Regions from separate parts of the Mus musculus genome. Here all the other regions are linked to region 1. Evidence: chromatin contacts called from public promoter capture Hi-C data. All regions are on one chromosome and are shown on one strand. The core of a region is the stretch at or near the end of the contact, and the rest is flanking DNA. Distances in the headings are between cores, read along the strand shown.

What was found. Promoter capture Hi-C pulls out the DNA fragments that hold promoters and counts their contacts.
Region 2: a contact with region 1 is called in a promoter capture Hi-C map of liver, with 5 times the contacts expected there. The contact joins the promoter of 4930487H11Rik here to the promoter of Pard3b in region 1. A contact is called at or near these places in 5 of 39 promoter capture datasets (embryonic stem cells, frontonasal cranial neural crest, hippocampal neurons and 1 more), 1 of 115 datasets of contacts at active chromatin or transcription factors (neural tube) and 1 of 9 other capture datasets (embryonic stem cells).
Region 3: a contact with region 1 is called in a promoter capture Hi-C map of hippocampal neurons, with 10 times the contacts expected there. The contact joins the enhancer-like site here to the promoter of Pard3b in region 1. A contact is called at or near these places in 5 of 39 promoter capture datasets (cranial neural crest, embryonic stem cells, frontonasal cranial neural crest and 2 more) and 7 of 484 Hi-C or Micro-C datasets (the HL-1 cell line, cardiomyocytes, cerebellar granule neurons and 4 more).
Region 4: a promoter capture Hi-C map of liver shows a contact between it and region 1, with 4 times the contacts expected there. The contact joins the enhancer-like site here to the promoter of Pard3b in region 1. A contact is called at or near these places in 4 of 39 promoter capture datasets (cranial neural crest, liver and second pharyngeal arch cranial neural crest) and 2 of 115 datasets of contacts at active chromatin or transcription factors (cardiomyocytes and stem cell-derived neural progenitor cells).

The regions. Positions count from the first base shown.
Region 1 is chr1:61,637,530-61,640,714 of GRCm38.p6, forward strand. It overlaps Pard3b (par-3 family cell polarity regulator beta), which reads left to right and starts at 1,295. Exons shown (of 23, transcript NM_001081050.2): 1 at 1,295-1,833. The coding sequence starts at 1,714.
Region 2 is chr1:62,793,292-62,796,141 of GRCm38.p6, forward strand. 4930487H11Rik (RIKEN cDNA 4930487H11 gene) reads right to left here and starts at 1,441. Exons shown (of 3, transcript NR_040601.1): 1 at 1,262-1,441; 2 at 1,105-1,180. All of the region lies in intron 15 of Nrp2 (neuropilin 2), which reads left to right.
Region 3 is chr1:62,686,248-62,689,244 of GRCm38.p6, forward strand. No RefSeq gene overlaps it. Among named protein-coding and RNA genes, the nearest start is that of Nrp2, 16 kb to the right of the region's middle. Within about 2 kb of position 1,379, at least 11 of the 459 cell types and tissues checked have an H3K27ac peak or open chromatin away from gene starts, as enhancers often do. A contact at or near this core is called in hippocampal neurons, where this site is marked.
Region 4 is chr1:62,733,200-62,736,157 of GRCm38.p6, forward strand. All of the region lies in intron 2 of Nrp2 (neuropilin 2), which reads left to right. Among named protein-coding and RNA genes, the nearest start is that of Gm29083, 16 kb to the left of the region's middle. Within about 2 kb of position 1,527, at least 15 of the 459 cell types and tissues checked have an H3K27ac peak or open chromatin away from gene starts, as enhancers often do. A contact at or near this core is called in liver, where this site is marked.

The sequences.
Region 1 (3,185 bases), core at 45-2,544:
TGATCCTGCCTCCAACTATGCCTCAGAGGGTGGCTCAATGGATTTTTTTGTCTGGTTTTATGACAAAAATAATTCTGTCTTTGGTTTACCTAAATCAGTCTGTTAGATTTGCAACCCAACTAGGCTGTCTACTGTGTATTTCCTCCAAGTTGACTCAGTTTACATGACCCTCTTCATGGCCACTGACATTGAATAAGGTGCTTTCGTGGGACATAATCAATGTATATTGAATGTAGGAGTGTAAGTAGATCAGAACTCCCAGATCCATAATTTAGGACCAAACCATCCCCAGCAACTCAAACTCAGTTTAAGTTGACATAGGAGCAACTCTGGTAGGAAATGGAGGATACCCCGGGGGATCTTATGGATGCACTAAATTGCCATAAAAACTGTCAGGAGCCACTAGAGATTTAGATAGGAGGACCTGTGTTCTTTGCACCATAACCAGCTGTGTCACCTGCTCAGTTTCTGAACACCAGTCTGTTTTGATTTTGAATCTTTCAGTGCTGAAAATCGATGACTGGAGGGAAAAGTTCTAAATTGAACCGCACCCCCAGCAAGCCAAGCACTCTTCTTTCTGTACAAGGTAAGGGGAAAGTATTTATTTTCCAGCTCAAAGGAGCTGTTTACTTAAGAATTAAGGATGCAGACGTTACTTGTTGATCAGAACTTCTCCCCATACCTTGGGTTCAATTGTTCGAGGACAGGAACCTGCGAAATCATGACTCAAGGGTGTTCTTTTCGTCAACAGATGCACAAAGGGAGTCCCCCTTCAAAAGGAAAAGTGTAAACTTTTACACCCTATCATATTTGGATTTTGGGTGTGATCTTCGGTGGAACACTTGGCACCTGCACAGTGGCCTTAAAGTTCCCTCAGCTTAGCTAGCTCTCTTGTGGCTCCAAAGCAAAAGCTCTGCCTTCAGTCAGTCCCACCTCTCAGTACTTCAATTCTATGGCTACTTTAGAAGGTGTGGCAAAAGCACCTGCTCCGGAGCTTCCCTTGAACCTCCCTCCAACTCTCATTTTAAGGGAGTTGCTAGGCCAGTTTCCTATCTATTCCAAGTGTGCTTTATGAGATCCGGTTTCAATTCCCCTGTGGTAGCTCCCAGATCCCGTTACAATTCCCGGAGCTCCTTGTACATGTGAGGGAGAAAGAGAACCAAGTGCGGGCAACAAGCTACCCAAGGTCTAGTTACTGGGGCAACCCCGGGCTCGGTGCAACGCCTCGGTGCGCTCTGTGGTCCGCGAGCGCCGCGGCCCCTTTAAGAGCCGGGCCCAGGCTGGCCCGCGGGCCGAGGGAGCCCAGAGCGCCGCGCGCGTCGGAGGAGTTGGGAGCCGGCGCAAAAGTTTCCTCCCAACTCTGGCCCCGCGCGCCGCCGCCGCCGCCCACTCCAGCCCGGGGCCTGGGGCCGGCCCTGCCACGGTCGCTAGGGCCACCGCCAGAGGCAGGGCCGGGCCGGGCCGCACCCGCAGTTTCACTTTGGCGCGTGGAGCCTCCGCTTGCGCCCGGCCGACCCTCCGCGTCCCCGCGTCTCCGAGCCCGCGTTCCCGCCCTCGGCCTCCCGTGGGGCTGCAGGGGAGCAGCTGTGGGTCCCGGTCCCGGAGGCACGCGTGGGACAGCGTCGTGTCCGCCCCACGTCCCCCGACGGAGGGGCTGTGCCTGGGGGCCAGGCACCTGTTCGGCCCAGCCCCGCGCGGGAGCCCAGGGCCAGGATGAAAGTGACAGTGTGCTTCGGGAGGACGGGCATCGTGGTGCCCTGCAAGGACGGCCAGCTCCGGGTCCGCGAGCTCACCCAGCAGGCGCTGCAGCGGTACCTGAAGACCCGGGACCAGGTGAGGGGCGCCGCAGGGGGCGAGCATGGGGCGCGACCACCGCGGGGCTCACTTAGTAAGTGTCCTAGGCCACGCACCTGCCCGTTGCCTTGGACCAGGTGGCGCTTTTTCTGGGGCTCAGATCACCCCCAGCGGCTGGTGAGCGCTGCCTGCAGCCACAACTTTTGCAGGCTGCTAATTTAAGGGACCCAATTAGCCCTGTCTTGCTATCCAGAGGCTGGAGAAGAAATGGCGGCATCCCACTCACTTGAGGGGTCCTTACAACTCCGCCATCTGGGGCCTACTCCCAAGTCCACACACCCAGTCTGTTCTGTAAGACAGCCCCAGGTGTTTGAGTAGGGGTCCAGAACCTACTTGTGGGGACACTGTGATGTTACCCTGTGCTGCTCACCTGAAGTGTGATTTCTGACCAAGTCCCGCCTTAAGGAGGCTCCTTGGAGTTTGAGCATTGATTGGCTCAAGAAACACCTCCAAAGTTATAGCTATTGGTGCTTTGAGAGTTCTCAGCTTGATGGGAGGTCTCCCAGTGACCTGGGCAGGAGGTGCTCCAGTGGGGATGCTGCCCTTATGCCAGCTACTGCACTGGGGTGTATTCAGCGAATGCCACAGTTTCTATGAGTCATAGCTAATGAGAATGGTTGTAGTGGGTTCTGGGTTACTCCCAAAGTAAGGCTGACCCACTGTTCTGCTGCTCAAGTTAGGAATAAGTAGCAGCCAAAAGCCAGCACACAAGTGGCAGGACTCCAGCACTCTGGTCAGGCATCTGGGTGACTTGTGAGAGTTCTGGTTTCCTCTATGGAACCTCTAAATGAACTCTCTAAAAAGCACCTTTAAAATTGTTTCAGTTCGTCCATGGCCTGTTTCGGATGCTTCAACGACCTCGCGAACAGATAAGCCACAAACTCTTGTTTTAGTAGACAAACTCCTGTTTTAGTCCTTTTAATATTTGTTCGCATAATGCTCGTTGTAAACTATAGTCCAATCTTGAGATGAAAAACTGTAATTTTAATGTCATATATGTTATCCAAAGTATAGAAATCACTTTTCTTTTTCCAAGTACATAGTTTCAAATTTTTAAATTACATATATTCATTTAATATGTGTATGGAGGGTACATGTATACTACTGTACATATGTGGAGGGCAGAGAACTACTTGCCCAGGTTGGTGCCATGTGGATGGAGATCAACATAGCTCTTCAGGCTTGGTGCCAGGAACCATTACCCACTGAGCCGTTTTGCCACCCCCACGTATTTAGTTTAGAGATCTAAGGCATACCTGTTCTTCCTATACTCCACCTAAGAATTAGTGCACAGAGGGAGACTTTTGATGGGTACATGCATATTTTACTTT
Region 2 (2,850 bases), core at 191-2,690, 1.2 Mb after region 1:
AGTAGCAAGGTGATTGCCAAGCAGCAGACACTCTGGGTGACCTGAATCAGGACTTGACATTAGCTGACTTGCAACCTGATCACTTCAAGGAACCATTTTCAATACTTTGTTTCCTTTCTTTCTCTCTCTCTCCTTTTTTTTGTATGTAAATTTCTCAATTTGAGTACCAATGAGAGAGACAGAAAGAGAGAGAGAGAGAGAGAGAGAGAGAGAGAGAGAGAGAGAGAGAGAGAGGAGAGGAGAGAGAGAGAGAGAGAGAGAGAGAGAGAGAGAGAGAGAGAGAGGAGAGGGGGGGAGGAGAAGATAAATGAAAAAATTAAAAGATGGAAATTAGAGCTGGGTGTGGTGGCTCATGCTTGTAGTCCCACCACTTGGGAGGCTGAGGCAGGGGGATTGTTTAAGGCTAGCTACATGGTGAATTACAGGCTGGCCTCTGCTAAAAAGTGAAAACCTTTCTCAAGATAACAAACAAAAGAGGATGAAAACACTTTAGCGGAAAGGAAAAGACCATATAGTCACACGGAAAAGGATAAGGTAGTAGTAGAAACAGCTTTTAGGAGTCCTAGGATAATGGGGTCTTTGGAAAAGGATAAGGTAGTAGTAGAAACAGCTTTTAGGAGTCCTAGGATAATGGGGTCTTTTTCATCCTAAAGATACAGATGTGGTTATCAAGTCGTATGCTAAGCAACTCGTCTTGGTCAAAGCTCTTCCAACACTGGAGGACTTTTGGTGGTCTACAAGGTGAAACTGCACCCTGACGGAAGGGGATCCCCAAATTGACGGAAGCAGTAATTCAGAACTAGCAAGATGGGCAGGCTTCATCAGATTTTCTAAGAAACATTCTCTCATTTTTCTCTCACTTCTGAGGAGACATGAGATCTGACATACTACTCAGCTATCTGGGGACCAGGCTGTGGGGTCGGGAGAAATTGAGAACTGGGGGTGTGGGCCTCGGGTCAGCAGTTGCTTCATAAGGCATTTACAGGGCACCTTCACTGCATGTCCTCCTCGGTGGAGGCTGAGTCTTGGCTTCCTCTGCTTCAGGAGCTCTAAGTCTGGTGGGGGTGTGGGGGTGGAGAGAAGAAAGGTAGCCGGGGGCCCTGCCTGCGTGGTGAGCAAAGGTGGGTCCACAAACAGATGCTGTGAATAGGCAGCTCATCTGTCCCTCTTCCGGCACACCCTGTAAGTAAGGGAAGCACGTTTTAGCCATCCGCCCATGGTGCCCGCAGCTCGAGAAGCATTTCTCATAGGTTAAGCATACATCGGCTTTTTCAGAAGTAAAGATCATGTCTGCCTTTGGCAAGCTCAAAACCGCCTTAGTCCCTTTCTGGGCCAGATTCTCATCTGATGTAAATCCTTGGGAGAATCAAGTTGTAGCACTGTTTTGCATGGAGTGGGAGTCAATTCAGTCTTTCCCCTGAGTTACCCTGAGCGAAACTCTACTACAGCGTCTCCATGGCAACCAGAGGCTGGCCAGTAAACTCGGTTGCCTCCTAAATCTCCCCACCCCCAGCTTCTCCCCGCTCTTTTCCACGGTTAAGAATGAGGCTCCCTCGCTCGGTGTCCCTCGCTCTCACACTCCTTTATTGCTTTGTGCTCATATCTTTTTTTCCCCCTGCAACTCCTTATCCAATCTGCTTTTAAAATCCTCCATCCAGTTTAAAAAAAAAATGAAGACGGGTTAGTCATTGCTTGACAGTAGTAATTGACCTGTTTAGACAAGACCAAGCTGATTTCAATGGGCACAGAAACCTTGGCAAACCAAAGTGGAATTTACCTTCAAGTCTAGCCAGCCTAATTAATACATTGTTGAGAATTCTGGCCAGCCACACCAAATATGGCTTTTCCACCCACTTGAAGAATTCACCAATCTGAATTCCAGCAGATACTGCAGTATCATTGTGTGTATGTGGTGTGTGTGCGTGGAAGTGTGTGTGTGTGTGTGTGTGTATGTGTGTGTGTGTGTGTGTGTGTGTGAGAGAGAGAGAGAGAGAGAGAGAGAGAGAAAGGAAGAGAGAGATGAGAGAAAAAATTATAATGCTTTGACACATGGTAAAGTAATTCTGATTAAATAATAAAGAAAGCTATGTAAGGGTAGGACTCTTGGTTGAGACATATTTACTACCAGGTGAGCAGCAATTGTCGATTGAACCTCTGTGAGCCTGTTTCCTCATCTGTACAGTGGGTTAAAGTACCTGATGCATAAAGGGACCAGCGAAGAGATTGCAGATAATAAACGGCTTGGTATATATGAAGGCCGAGTACCGCCTGAGTCCCTGGATCCCTGCTGTATGACCCAAAGCATGTGTGTTTCTCTCTTTCTTTTCTTTATTTTTTTTCTTTATTTTTTTAATTGATTTTTTTTTATGAGTCCGCATGCTCTCAGCCTAGCAACACTCTCTGTGTCTCTCCCCCAGGGGGCACCCTCCCGCCAGGGACCGAGCCCACAGTGGACACGGTGCCCGTGCAGCCCATCCCAGCCTACTGGTATTACGTTATGGCGGCCGGGGGCGCCGTGCTGGTGCTGGCCTCCGTCGTCCTGGCCCTGGTGCTCCACTACCACCGGTTCCGCTATGCGGCCAAGAAGACCGATCACTCCATCACCTACAAAACCTCCCACTACACCAACGGGGCCCCTCTGGCGGTCGAGCCCACCCTAACCATTAAGCTAGAGCAAGAGCGGGGCTCGCACTGCTGAGGGCCGAAGCAGGAACAGCGCCCCCCCAAAAAAAACCCAAGAAAGACTGCAAACACGTTGCCTCGATTTTGCACTTTTTTTCTCCTCGCCTAGTCTCTGTGTGAACCCTCAGACATCTCTCTCCAGGGTCCCCAACCCTGAGCGCTCTCATG
Region 3 (2,997 bases), core at 129-2,628, 1.0 Mb after region 1:
GGTATAAGACTTCTAAGTCATGGCTTCAGAGTGACTCATTACTTAGCCAGCCCTGCCTCCTGAGCCCCGGATTAGCCACTGACTTATGTATGGATTAACCCACCACTCAAGTTAACATTTCTCAACTCAATCACCTCTCAGCATCACCACCAGCTGAAGATGAAGCCCTCAGCAGATGAATCTTTGCAGACACCTTGTACCCAGCAATAGCAATGATCTCTGTGGGAGTTGTGCATTGGTTACATTGGCATTGGTTATGATGTGCTACTCACTATATGTGTCTGTCTGTCTGTCTGTCTGTCTGTTAACTCATGGATTATTTGTTGACTGGGTTGGGACATGTATATCCCATGGCTATAAGCAACTTGTGTATGCCCAATGCTTTGGCTCTTAATACTGGCAAACCGCATGACTTTGGGCTCCATAACAGCTCTATGTGCTTAACTCTTCTTATCTATAAAGGGGAGGACAAAATTAAAACCCCAACCTCATTATTGTGAAAATTAAATAGACTTGCTCTTGTAGAGTATTGGAACAGTGCCTGGATTGTAGCAAATTCTCAATGGATGTACGCTGGTGTGGTTACGAATGGCATCCAGCCTCTAGTACGCGTTCAGCTGTGGGTGCAGGCATAGAATCCGTCAGCTCTTCTCTACCACACAAGAGACACTCCATAGTTTTTCTTTATCCTTTGCCCTGAGAAATTCAGGTGCTGTTTCTATACATTGAATCACTGTCCTCTGGAGTTGGGTAGCATTTTGTATGACCACCATGGCAAGTCACAGATGGTGTCCTGAGACATGTAATGGAAACCCTCAAGATAAAACTGAGGGCACTGTTCACGAAGAGCCCATGAAGAACCACAGTGTTCCTTCCTTCCTTCCTTCCTTCCTTCCTTCCTTCCTTCCTTCCTTTCTTTCTTTCTTTCTTTCTTTCTTTCTTTCTTTCTTTCTTGTTTTTAGCTTGCTAATAATTTCTCTGGCTTGCTGTTTTGTGAACATTTGCTTTTCCTCGCCATGCCCCGTTGGTAGATTTCCAGTCTATCTTTCAGGCACACACTTTCTTTTTCAGCCAGTTGCGTTCCCCACCAGCCTTCATTTAATCTTTGTTCACATCCCTTTTGCCTACATGAGAAACAGAGTTTGATGTGAGTGTCAAATGGATGAAAGGTTTCTCCTGGTAAGGCAAGTTTATGTGTCCTTGGGGGTCTCCCGCAAAGGTACCTCCTGACCTATATGCACTTTATTCACAGAGCTTTGAAATTTGCTCAGCTTGCTAACAAGTCGGAGAATATTTACAGAGCAGAGATGAGTCAAATGGGGAACATGAACAGATGGAGAAGAGCCAGTTGTTGCGCTTCAAGTACATTTCCCACGTTGGAATGTGTCAATGCCTGGCGGTGCACACTGCCTGCAAGTCACCCACATAGTATAAAAATGATTTCACTTACTAGCAGGCGCCTTTGTTTTGCCATTACATAATCATAAATGTGCCCCAAAGAGAAACCATTAGAATGTAAGCCAGGGCAAGGAGCCAGCCAGACGTGAGTTCTAGCCCTATTACAGATCAGGACCTACCATGTTCCTACACATCCTCAGTGGCCTTTCAGAACTAGGACAGGGACATGCCGTGACGCCACTTTTGTCTGATGGCTTGTCTTCCATCTAATTGTCTGGCGAGCCAGATTCCCAAGCATGTTGGGAGGGATATGGGAGGGATAATTGACATTGGTGCCCTGAGGTGTCCAGAGCTATCCCAACCCATTTGCTGTGCCTATTCCAGCAAAATCACTGCTCCCAGAACAGACTCAGCACAGCTTGAGGAAAGCCTGAAGAGGAACCCTCACCCCGTTTCCACCCCCAAGGCCTTGCTGTTAATCTCCACAAGCCAAAAGAGCAAATTGTCGGTGATCCACTTAGCAGGCTCTAAACACCTCAGCTGCATCCTTTCGGAGGAAGGAAATAGCTTTCAGGGATAGACGCATCTCAAGAAAGTTGGCTACAAAGTGGATTTCTATAAACGAGAATTCCATTTTCTCTTGGCTCCCATTACAAAATTGGAAAATTTGTCACACTGGGGGAAAGAAGTCTCACAGGAGATGAAAAAAAAAAAAAAAAAGAACATTTGGGATGAAAAGGAAATTAAGAAAAAGCTATCGCATTGGCACACTCTCCCTGGAATACGCTAGAGCCAGCTCGGAGCCACAGGCTGGGTCTCTGTACCTCAGATTGTCTCCAGCATCAGGAAAAAATGCTGGAATTCATTCATGGACCTTATCAGCATCCTCTACCTCTCCCCTCTTCTGCTGCAGGATTTCCCTCATGATTGACATGATTGCATTTCTGTGTTCTTGCCTCTCACACAGCTTGCTGTTGTTCCTCCATACTGGTTAGATGGAGCATTAGGCTGAAGCACAACATTTTGATGTTCACTCTCTTACTTATTGGACCCCAGTTTGTATCTGTGATGATGTGATGTGGCTTACAGGCAAAAATGGGACATTTGGGTTTAGGGCTTAACTCTACCCGTTTCATCTTTTCTTTGCATTTCAGGCCTAATTGTACTTATTTGCCCTAATTAAGTCAGTTTTGACATTTTTAATGTCACGGGCCATAATGCGAAATAATAAATATTAATTGATTTTTGTTGGAAGAGCCTGAGAGGTCATCTAGCCTACCTCCCACCCAGTTCAACTCCTAACATCCCCGTTCCTGGAAACAGTTTGGCACCTCCACATCAACTCTGAAAGGAGCTCCTGAGAGGCTGCCTGGATTTCCTCCATGAACGGGTCCATGAGATGCCCTTATAGAGAATAAGTTCATTGAGTTTCCTGGTAGGCAAGGAAAAGCTCAAGTGTCTAGGCAGACTCCCCCCATTACCTGGGACATTCCCCACTGACAGCATCAAAAGACAAAGTTATTTCCTTAGGCGAGATCTGAGGTATTTCCAGCTGCTCTTTCAGCTTGTCTCTACGCAAGGCAGCAGCAGCAGGAGTTC
Region 4 (2,958 bases), core at 277-2,776, 1.1 Mb after region 1:
AGATCCAAGTCCTGAGGTTGGGGATAATGTCCTTATAGGGACCTAAGGATTGTGCCTTAGGCATAAAACCCCCTCCTCACAAACATATGTGCACCCAGAAAAGCAGGCAAGACCCAAGCTAGACCTTAAACTGCTCTAAACAAGGGCCTTAGCCAGGGGGAGCCTTCCGCACCATCAGCAGTAGCCAGCCTAGTCTGGGTGACCTAATGGGACAGAGATGCGGACACAGAGTTCTTCCATGTTTTCCGTGTGATGGGAGGGAGAGATGGCACCTCTCTTCTCTCTCTCTCTCTCTCTCTCCCTCTCTCTCTCTCTCTCTCTCCCTCCCTCCCTCCCCCCCCCCACCCCTCAGAACATTAATTCCACTGCCCATATTTTGATGCCAATTCCTGCCTCCCCCATCCCCAATGTGGATTTGGGGGGGAAAATAAAGACTTTGAAGCTGAGAGAGAGGAGGAAGCATTCTCTAGACACCCGCTGCCAGTGCAGATGTCACAAGCTGTGAGTTACAGGAAAAAAAGTACTCAGGGACCCTCTGAGTGAGACAACAAGAATGAGCTAAAGATGGCCACTTTGGCTCAGGGGAAGAAAATAAATAACTAAAATACGAAGAGGTAGTGTGAAAGCTTCGAAAGGAATTTTTTCATTTGCGAGAGATTACGAATAATGAAATGCAAACACTGTAGTTAATATGTCTGTTAGCTGCCTCATGCTGGCTTCTGGGAGGCAGTAATAGGCTGGGAAAGAGGGCAACTTTCAAGTTATCCAGTTTCACTGTCCTTGGGGTGAAGCTCGAGTCTGCACCCCAGACTTCTTGATCAAACAAACACTGGAGATTCAAGGCTGCATGCAAAGCCTGCGTTTATTCCAAAGCCACAAACTTCCTGAGCCTCCTCCGAGCCCTTCCCAAATGAACCTGACAACGCTGAAGTTTCTAAGGAGATTTGCTCCAGCTGCAGCAAATCCCTAATAATAAAAAACTTCCCCAAATGACTCTATCACACAGGAGATAAATGAGACATTCTATATGAAGTCAGTGTGTCACTGGGACTGTGCCCTTTCTATCAAAAGCCCTTCTAGAAGGCCACATGGTGAGGCGGAACTCGTCCACAGGGTGCAGCCAGGACCCTGGAGGGAGAACACACTTGCATGCCAACTTGTAACTCCTGGTCTTGTCTCCCTCAAGCACGCGTGATAGAAAAACAAAAAACAAAAAAACAAAAAACAGTTTTCCTAAATTTAAGGACTGGTTATTTGCTTCACAAAGCGATTGGGGGGGGGGGGTCCCCTTAACTAAAAAGCACAGAGAGAGTGTGACTCACTGGCTTGGAGGAACTTTTGTTCAATGTACACCGCCTTCACTGGGTGTGTATAGATAAAGTAAACACGGGTTTGTTGCTGCCCAGGTTACAAAAAAGACATGGGGTCGGTGTGGTCACTGAGTGACCTGAGGCAAGCCCTTAGCAATGGCAGCTATGGCCTTTGTTGGTAGCCCTGCCTTCCTTCAGACCGATTCTGTCAATCATTCTTTAAATGACTCCAAAGGTGATTGGGCAGCCTGACAAAACCTGCCCACTTCTGAGGACTAGCCAGTGGAGTGGCAAGATCTTGGTATCCTTTGTAAATAGATAAATAAGTAAATAAAATGTAAAACACCAACATAAAGCCACATATCAGGGTTTTTAAATTATATTTAAAAAATATTATTCATTGAGTATGATATCTGAAATACTATTCTTTTTATGTTGACATGTCATGACTATTGTGGTTTTTGTTCTACATACTCCAGCTCAATGAGATGGATGGTAAAGTGATATTGGAAGAGAATCCACACCTATCTGCTAATTTTTTTGTTTTTTTTTTTTTTTTTGTTGTTGTTGTTGTTGTTGTTATTGTTTGGATTTTTTGAGACAGAATCCTGCATAGCCTAAATTGGCCTTGAACTCTGACCCTCCCGTCTCAGTCCCCAAGGGACAGGATTTTGGCAAGCACAGCTTGCCCATCCCAAATAAATCATAAGGATTGTTTTTCTCAGCGTTTCTACTTTGAAAACTTCAGGACTGCGGCTCTTTTTATGAATCTACTCTTATCGAAGGAAAGTGAACTTACAATACTAACTCAGATAGCAGAAGAAAACAAAGAAATTGGAGTTACCCTATTGGTGATGTAGCTCTGCTAGCATCTTAGATTAGGCTATTTTTTTTTCCAACTTCAGTTTTCTGGCTGCTTAGGCAAGAAAATTCATGTGTACATTTTAAGATGGACTTTAAAAATCTGTTCTTTTTACATTAATAGTATATCATGAACTTTTTTCCTATAGAGCCAAAAAAGTCCAGACCTGCCACACTGCTTCTCTGTAGCCACTGAATTCTTCGTTTTATAAATACACCAGAATTGATTTGCTCGCCCTCCCGAGTTGGATTTTTCAACATGATGCTATTTATAAGGGAAACATCTTCTCACTTTTCATATGCTTCTGAAAAAAACACTCATAAGAATGCATATACATCCTCACACCACTCTCTGATTGTTTTCTTAGGGGAAAAAAAATCCTAAGGTCCTGGCTTAAAGGCTACATACAGGATAACTTTGTCTCATTCTTGCCAAAAAAAAACCAAAAAAGTACCTTCCGAATGTTTGAAGAGCTTCCATCTCCAGTCTCTGAACTCCTACTCCTGGATCCCTGTCTCTTCAGAGAAGCATCATCTATGTGCATGGCTCAACCTCTTTGCCTCCAAAACGGGTGTGAGAATTTGACAAACCAGTTAGTTTCCTTAAGCACAAACTGAGTGCCAGACACTGTAGTAACTCTTTATGCAGATGAGGTTCAGTCATGCAAAGCTCCTAACTGAGGAGGAACACTCCTAGTAGCTCTCTTTTACTGTTGTATCTTCATTTCAAAAGTATTTGTATGTAGTGCGTGTGTGATTACACACACACACACACACACACACACAC